3 separate regions of the Mus musculus genome follow, and regions 2 and 3 are each linked to region 1. The links are chromatin contacts, called in public HiChIP or PLAC-seq and promoter capture Hi-C maps. All regions are on one chromosome and are shown on one strand. The core of a region is the stretch at or near the end of the contact, and the rest is flanking DNA. Distances in the headings are between cores, read along the strand shown.

Region 1 (2,828 bases), core at 234-2,733:
GAGCCTAAAGACTGGCTAAAGACATTGGGTACACTATTGACCTTCCCAAATGCAGCCTCCAGAACTGCAGCCAGGAACTCTATCTGTGAGATAGGGGATTAGCAAGGCTACAAAGAATTCCATTCTAGACCTTCAGGCCCACGGAGTTGCTGCCTGGGAGATCAATATACACAAAACATGTTAACTTTTAAGACTCTTTACTGTCGAGACACCTCCACTAGGGTACCCTCCGGGAAAGTCCAAGGCGTCCGAGTACCGGAGGAAGTAAGTGTGGCTTCTTTGGGGCAGTATCTTGTGGCCAGTTCTTAGTCGCGACCCAGAAGCCTGCCCCGAGGGTTGGGAACCCTTAAGAAACTTGGAGATTCATCCTGCGCACGCACAGTGCACCGAGTCCCCAAGAACCAGCTGCACCAAGTTCCAGAACGCTTACTCTGGGACTGAGGTGGCAGCACCCACCCAAGTACCCCTGGTCCGGGCACCCCGCGGGCGGAAGGCGGGGCCAGGGGTGGAGCGTCCTCTGGGCGGGGCCTCGGAGGGGCGGGACCTAGAGGTCTATAAAGAGTGAGGAGCTAGGCGCGCGCGCCCGGTCCGAGCGAGCGCGTCCTTGCTTCAAAGAGATAGTGACTCTCGCGCCTCCGGCTAGGCCTCCAGCCCTTCTCTACCCTACGTCTCATTCTCCGCAACGCAGTTCTCCGGCCCGCAAGCGCTCCAGGCTATCTGCCAGTCCCGGACCCCGGTACTGCGTCCCCATACCGCCCGCTCCAGGACCAATCCAAGCTCCGCAGGCCGCGCACCGCCATGGGGGTGGAGGGCTGCACCAAATGCATCAAATACCTGCTCTTCGTCTTCAATTTCGTCTTCTGGGTGAGCAGCCACTGGGGACAGGGCGCACCCCACGGTAGCCAGGCTGGGCAGCGCGCTAGGCCCTGCTGAGAAGGCGCAGCGCAACCGCGAAGTTGCGGCGCCACCTGTGGGCTCCGTGCGCCGATCGGGGTCCTGGCGCCCCTCGCCAGCGGGTTGAGGCCGAGGGCTGAGCTTCTGGGCCTCGGCTCGAGGGGCTTCTGGGGCCGGGAAATCAGGGGATCGCTGGCCTGTCCCCTCTGAGTGCTGGGAACTGGTGCAAGAGTCTGCGGGCTAGAGCCAGGTAATCAAGAGCCCTCAGCTATGAAGGGGGTACTCGCACCCTCCTGAATGTTGTTTTGGGGACCATCCTGCATCGCGAGCAGTGAGGGGGGTCGAGAAGGGCGGGATCTTGGCGCCCCGCCCCCATGAGCTCATCCTAGCCACCGCCCCTGGATAGGCGGCCTCGAAGTGGTGGGGGCACGCTCCGTACTTGCCTCGGAGACCTCAACCCCACTATTACTCCACCCTTGCTTACCCTCCAGCTTGGTATTGCCACCCTGGGGGCTCGAGCTCCAGGCCTAGAAGGCAGGGCAGCCCGGGCCGCGTGCTGCTGCGCACGGTGCCCCAGTTCTTGGCCACCCCCACCCCCATTCCCCCAGCTGCCCCTCCTCCTTGCCTGTCGTCTCCTGCACAGATTACAGCCCCGGCCTGACCCTTAGATCCTGAGAGGAAGAGGGTATGCAGTTCTGAGTTGGTGAAGGCCAGGGTGTTGCAAAGATCTGGGATCTGTACAAACCAGGAGCTTAGGATCTTTTCCTATATACAGGATCTAAGCTGGGCTCTCCACTTTGGAAAGAAGTGCACACCCATTTGGTCATCTTGGAAAGGAGACATGGGTATAAGAGGGTCTCCAAGTGTCCCTGGGTCCTGACTGTCTTCACTGCTGGGGAGTAGCCATTGGTGGTATGGGCTTCTTTCCATTTCCTAACTGGGTTGGGAATGGGGAGTCTTAACAGACCTGCCTGCGGGCACTTGAGTGAGCAGTGCTGGCCACTCCTCTGGACAGTGGTGCCACCCTCCCTGCTGCAGTGCACAGACTGCTGTTCCCACCACCCTCCTTCCCAGGAAGAAATGAGGTTATGCCAAGACAATGTTTCTCTAAAGTTGTTCCTGAGAGGGCAAACTTGTACAACGGCCCCTGGAGTGAGTGTGTTGGACAGGGGACACCTGTTTTCCATCGAGGACTGCTGAAGATCCCAGGGCGGGTCAGGGTGGGGTGGAGGGGAATAAGACGTTGGGGATGGGCAGGAACTGGGCTGAACTCAGCTGGGGCTATGTATGCTCACGCGGTGCTGCAGGGACCAAGATTGTCAGTCACGGTGACTCCAGAGAACACATTCTAGGGAGCAGCATGGGCGATGGGGTTAAACTTGCTCTGCCCGGGCATGCCTTGGGGTCTCGACTGGGTAGTCATGTTGGACAGTGCTTGCCTACTCTGAACCATGCAAGGAATTGAATGCACCCTCAAGAAGTGTGTTATCCACCCCACCCCACCCCCATTATTCTTCAGATGTGGGATGTCAGGATCCTGTAGGGTATTTCTTTCTTTCTTTTTTTTCTTTTTTTGCTCACCCACCTGATCCAAGCGCTAGACCCTCAGACTCCCTGGAGTGCTGAGGCTGGGTGAAGCTGCTCGTTTCCCAGGCAGCTGGGGTGGAGTCCCAACATGTCCCTGGGGTCTCTATTGAGGCTCCAGGAAACGGTTCTGAAGCCTCTCCCTGCTCCCAGGGACCTGCCTACTGACTGCAGAACAGTGAAAACTGTAGCCTTTCACAATCCCACAGACCTCTCCTCCCTACTCATGTTGGCCCCACAGTGGATAGGGATGTGGAGCAGAACCAGGCTACAACTGGTGGACACCACCCTGGCAGAGGGACTCCTTTTGTCCCTCGTGTGGCAAGGTTTGTACTGTGGCTGATAGTTCC
Region 2 (2,828 bases), core at 108-2,607, 690 kb before region 1:
CTTGTTATCATTAGTTAAAATATTCAATTTGATCATGGGAGGTTGGGGCCATGCCTGGAATATGCTAAGAGCTCAACCATCACTTGATAGCTTATGGTTGTCTTGCTAAAGGTAAATGGGAGACTCAGGGGGGATAAAGAGTCAGGGTGGGGGAGATGAGGTAGCTAGTAGGTAGGCAGAAGAGAGCAGCGGGGCAGACTAACAGGTGAACACGGAGCAGAGGAAAGAGAAAGAAAAGACAATGTATGCTCCATGACCGGAAATGGGAATATGTGAGTAGATCTAGGTGTGACTGACATTTTTGAGGAAGCAGGCAGCTGGGTAGGACATGAATGGTGGAAGCTCAGGGCACGAACTGGCAGATTCATAGCAGAGATGAAGACCGCTCCTCCCATGATGCCTCACTCCTGTGTGAACAGCACCTGTGCATTTTAGACTGATTGGGTGAGAACAGTCCATGCAAGCATCGCCAGCCTCCTCTAGTTCCTTTTGCCCTGAAGCTCCATCAGGATAGAGTGTTGTCTGGGTCTCAGGCCTGGGAGCTCCTTGTCTGTAGATTCAATTGAGCTTCAGAGAAAATTATATCTGACAAAGTAGACTCTGTACTGAACAAGTGTGGGTTCCCCGCTTCCCTAAGTGATACGGTACAGTAGAACAATAACTGCCCTTCCTTTTAATGAGGTTTTATGTCATCTGGAGAGCATGTGAGCAAGTGTGTGGGATCTAAACAAACACTAGGCTGTTTTAAATAAGGACCTGGGCATCTGTGAGCTTGGGTGTCTGTAGAACCAATGCCCTGTGCATTCCAAAGGAATGTATAACTAGAAGCCATCCTCACCCACCTTTCAGGATCACTTGGAATCTTTTCCCACCTGGGTTCCCAGCCCCATCTCTCTGCATCCTTAGTCTGTCCCCCACATGGAAACTTCATCACATGAACCCACTCACAGTAGATGACAAAACCCTCACTGTGGAAAACAAAGCTATGTCTCAGGCAGGCATGTCTGGTCCCTTCTCCTGTTTCAACCACACAGGCTATGGAACTTTGTCCCTGGGCTTCTGCAAGGACTTTCCCCATCCTGTGACACACACTTCTTCAGACACACATATCTCTGGCCTGGACCACCTTGGGCTTACAGTCAATGCACTTACATGAACTTCTGACTGAGCCCACTTTGTATGGAACAGCAATCCCTGCAACTCTCCTCAGTTTTCACAGCTGACATTACCACCGACATTTCAATGAGTGTTGTGATGGTCTGAGTTCCCTGCCAGAGGGAAGGATCCTATGGGCAGGGACTGCGTGGCCTATGCCTCATCATCCACTGGGCAGTTATTTGCTGCATGTGAAGTGGGAAGTCCAGTGGGAAAGTGCTGGGGCATTCTGATGAGTCGATGACTAACTATGTGGTGAGCTAGACAGTTTAATGAGTGGCCATAATGGTGACATCATAGGAGGGAACAAAAGAGATGACGAGAAGGAGGAGGGCAGTCATAAGCTTCCAGGTAAAGAAAGATGGGGACTTGGGAGATTGCTCTTTTCATGTAAACTGTCCATGCCAAGCAATCATGAAGACCTGCATTTGATCTGAGGAACCCGTATTTAATGTCAACAACAAAAAGTCAGCAGGGTCTGGAGAAAAGTCTCAGAGGACTCTGGCTCAGTTCCCAGCATGTAAAGGGTGGTTCACAACCATCTGTAACTTCAGTTCCAGGGTACCTGACAGACAGCCTCTTTTGGACCTCCTTGGGCTCCAGGCATATGCATGGTGCACAACCATACACGTGAGCAAAATATGCACGCACATAAAACAAAATCAATAAATTTTAAAATATGCTTTTCAAAATTCAGGCCTAGCAGTGCACACCTATAATTTCAGCTCTAGGGAGACAGAGATAGGCAGATCTGTGGAGTTTGATGGCTACCCAGTCAAACTTAACTGTTGAACCCCTGGTACCAGAGTGAGAACTTATCTCACAAGACAAAGTGGAGTTCTGAGGAGATGGCTCAATGGATGATGGCATCTGTTGTCAAGCTGAACAACCTGAGTTCAGTCCCTGTGACCCACGTGGTGAACAGAGAGAATAAACTCCTGAAGGTTGTCCTCTGACCTCCACACAATACATGGCAATGAGTGTATCTTCAAGCACACACAAAAGTGTATATATTTGCCAGGCTTGGTGGTGCACGCCTTTAATCCCAGCACTCGAGAGGCAGAGGCAGGCAGATTTCTGAGTTTGAGGCCAGCCTGGTCTACAAAGTGTGTCCCAGGACAGCCAGAGTTATACAGAGAAACCCTGTCTCGAACCCCCCCCCCAAATGTGTATATATTTTCTATAAATTGGATGAATTCTAAGGCATGACCCTTGAGGTTGACTTCTGACCTTCATATTTGTGCTTGCTAACACACATGTGGATTGGCATGCATACAAATATGCACACACACACCACACACACACACTGTACATGAACATACACATCCAACACAAACACAGAAATGAAGCAAGATGGAGAAGCATGTGGACATAGGGCAAGTCCACAGAAAGAAGAGGATGAGGAAGGGATAAGATAGGGAAGAAAGTACATAGTAGGAGTGTGGGTGACCAAAGGATGGAAGAGGTAGATGGTCGGTGTGATGGTTGGTATATGCTTGGCCTAGAGAATGGCACTACTAGGAGGTGTGGCCTAGTTGGAGTGGATGTGTCACTGTGGGCATGGGCTTTAAGACCCTCCTCCTAGCTGCCTGGAAGCCAGTCTTCTCATAGCACATTTTAGATGAAGATGTAGAACTCTCAGCTCCTCCTGCACCATGCCTGCCTGGATGATG
Region 3 (2,828 bases), core at 120-2,619, 600 kb after region 1:
TATTTGAGATGATCACCATTTTTTCTTTACAACAACCTTAAAACATCAACAACAAAAACAACCTAATATTGTCTAGATTGTTTCTGGGGATTTCTGGAGGACAAAATGCACCACTTTTCAGGCGGTGCCTGGGCAGGCATGGAGCCCCAGAGCCCTAATAGGGATGGGAAGAGATTTCAGGGTCAAGGGCCATCCCATGTGAAACCTGCCTGTGAAATATGTTCGAAGTCCCTCAAAGTGCTGGGAACTTTGAAGTCACCTCTGAGTTGCATATCCTCTGGCCCCTTGCCCAGGAGATTCCCAGGGAAGCTGGATGCCCTCTGGGTCCATTTCTGTGAAAGCTGCTCACCAGCAGCTAGCAAAGAATTACTATTAACCAGCTCCTAGGTGGTTTAAAGAAATGCTGATTACATGTAAGTGGTCTCTGACTGCTCAGATACTATCTTAGAACAATCTAAGGGTTATTTTGTTGTTGTTGTTGTTGTTATAACTAAAGATCTGAATGTGTTACAAAATGGATATCCTTACAGGTTATAAAACATAAACCTTTTTCTGCCTATTTTTGGGATGAAGACTCTTATGAGAGAAAATTGACATAAAATTAAGTTGGCTGTAACTAAAATGTCATTTACAGGATCGTCTAGGTTTTTTGTTTGGTTGTTTGGTTGGTTTTGAGACTCCTTATGTAGATCAGGCTGCCCACTAACTTAGGTTTAACTGCAGTTTATGATTAAAGAGACAAGAAGCGATCTCGGGACGAACTTAGCAGAGACCCGAAAGGCCCAGGAAAGGCATAGCCAGGCCTTCCACACAGATCCTTTTGTAGTAGTTAGTACTACACCCCAAGACCAGCCGGGCCGGACCCACCCAAGGCGCACAGTCGCGCGGGCCACTGCAGTCCGCAATGGCACTTTCCGGAGTCGCCTTCCGATGGACCGCTTTCTGATGAGAAAGGGAGGAGAGGCGTGTCCACCTTGTCCCGGAGCTCAGGGACCAACCGGACACACTTTCTCTGGCTACCCGCTTGGCCATTCCCCTGCCTCTGCTTCACCTCCTCAATCCCCCAACTCTGGACCACTTAAGAGCAGACGAAGTTCTGAAGTGTTGGTTGGCGATGCCCAGGCTGATGGCACAGCCCGCCATCAGTTCACCGCCGGCAGTAGCTTTCCTCTGCAGTCCGGGGATCCGGTGCCCAGAGCGAGTCTCAGCTCCGCAGGGCCATATCTACTCACCTGCAAGGGCAGATTCAGCAGCAGCAGCAGCAGCAGCAGCAGCAGCCGCCGCCAAAGGAACCAGCGACTCAGACTGGACACCAAGCTGCAGAAGAAGCCAAACATGGCCGAGTGCAAGCACGCCGCTGCTGCTCAGCTGGGAGGAGCTGCTGTGGTGGCCACGCCTCTCCTCAGCGGATTGGTTCCTGTATGGTTGCCTTATCTCGTGGGCGGGTCCAGCGCCACCACTCTTGCCTTCCCACCACAATCAGTGCTCAGTAATATCTAGTTTTCTATAAATAACGTAATTTTAAATGCCTATGACGTTATTAACAGAATCATATTTGTTATAAACAGCAAGTTAAAGTCGAATTCTCTGCCTTCGTTTGTTTTTCATTACGGTATACTGCTCTTTATTATAAGTTAATTAAAAATTTTCCTGGACCTGAGTGGAGGGAGAGGCATGAACTATTGTTGGAATCGTTATAAAAGTCAGACTGCAGCAGACTGTAAACCTTCTCAAAAGCAACAAACAAAAAGAGGAAGATAAGCTACAACACACACTGTCTTAGCTCAACACGGAGAAGTTTGAAGTAACTCTATCCCTGTAGCGTTCCTGTGAGTGTTCACTGGTCAATGGTCTGGAGCAGCAGCTGAAGGCTTCACTGTCAGGGTCTGAGGGGCTGTGTGGGACTCGCTGACTCTGAGGACCTCAAAATATCCAGGACTGGTAGGCACTCTTCCAGTTCTGGGGTTGGGGGGTGTGTGTCGGGGGAGGAGGGCTGTATGAACATCCCTGGACTGTGAGTCCCTCACCTCTTCTTCCTTTCACTGTGTTTAGCTCCACTGTGTGTGCCAATCCAAGCTCATGGGACACAGGACATTTAAGCCAAGTCTACTAGCCTAACACAGGAAGTAGAACGCTTATTTCTCTAGGGAACTTGGGTTGGTTCATCTGTTCCACCCGGCCCCTCCAGGTATTCGAAAAAGTGGCCCACTACCAGCCCCATCCATCTCCCTTCCAAATGCCACTTCCTCTTTAAAATGAGGGAGGACTCAGAGTCCTGGATTTCAATGGCTGCCCCAAAGAAGAGGAGCGTGACTTCAGGCACCTGGTACTCTTTAAATCATCTCTTGCCTCTCTCCCTAGGGCCAGGGAGTGGAGCCTGTGCCCATCTGCCCTCACCTAGGCTGGGGAGTGGGGGCGGCCAATTCCTTGGCCAGCCTGATCCTCTTCTATTTCTTGTCTTCCCTCAGGCTGGTGTCTGCTCAGGAGTAAACCAAATCAAAACACAAACAAGTGTTTAGAAAGTTTGGTTAGTTCAACACGCTGAACTGTCCCCCACCCTTGGGAAGCAGAGGGAAAGTAGAGGAAGGGAAGAGGAGAGGAGTGTGCACTTGTGGATGCTGTTGTCCCACCAGTCTCTGAGTAGCTCGGGAGCAGGGGGAGGCTAGTGGCTTTCCTTTTCTGCATACAGTTTACAGATCTGCCTTGTCCCACACTGTAGGTGGAGGGGAGGTGAAAAGAAGAGGCCTGTCTACCCTGGGCTAGATATTTGTGCTCCAGGTCCTTCTCTGCCCTCTGCCCTTTGCTCCTTTAAAACATTTATTTTAAAA

Evidence for each region. Promoter capture Hi-C pulls out the DNA fragments that hold promoters and counts their contacts. HiChIP or PLAC-seq counts read pairs in DNA pulled down with a chosen protein or histone mark.
Region 2: a contact with region 1 is called in an HNF4G HiChIP or PLAC-seq map of pancreatic cancer cells. The contact joins the enhancer-like site here to the promoter of R74862 in region 1. A contact is called at or near these places in 2 of 39 promoter capture datasets (erythroid cells and liver) and 1 of 115 datasets of contacts at active chromatin or transcription factors (pancreatic cancer cells).
Region 3: a contact with region 1 is called in a promoter capture Hi-C map of pre-B cells, with 4 times the contacts expected there. The contact joins the promoter of Tnfrsf22 here to the promoter of R74862 in region 1. A contact is called at or near these places in 2 of 39 promoter capture datasets (pre-B cells and stem cell-derived epiblast-like cells).

What each region holds. Positions count from the first base shown.
Region 1 is chr7:143,052,203-143,055,030 of GRCm38.p6, forward strand. R74862 (expressed sequence R74862) reads right to left here and starts at 1,484. Exons shown (of 5, transcript NR_110354.1): 1 at 835-1,484. Cd81 (CD81 antigen) reads left to right here and starts at 548. Exons shown (of 8, transcript NM_133655.2): 1 at 548-864. The coding sequence starts at 799.
Region 2 is chr7:142,361,919-142,364,746 of GRCm38.p6, forward strand. All of the region lies in intron 2 of Ifitm10 (interferon induced transmembrane protein 10), which reads right to left. Among named protein-coding and RNA genes, the nearest start is that of Ifitm10, 10 kb to the right of the region's middle. Within about 2 kb of position 1,358, at least 46 of the 459 cell types and tissues checked have an H3K27ac peak or open chromatin away from gene starts, as enhancers often do. A contact at or near this core is called in pancreatic cancer cells, where this site is marked.
Region 3 is chr7:143,648,295-143,651,122 of GRCm38.p6, forward strand. It overlaps Tnfrsf22 (tumor necrosis factor receptor superfamily, member 22), which reads right to left and starts at 1,370. Exons shown (of 6, transcript NM_001311145.1): 1 at 1,233-1,370. The coding sequence starts at 1,337.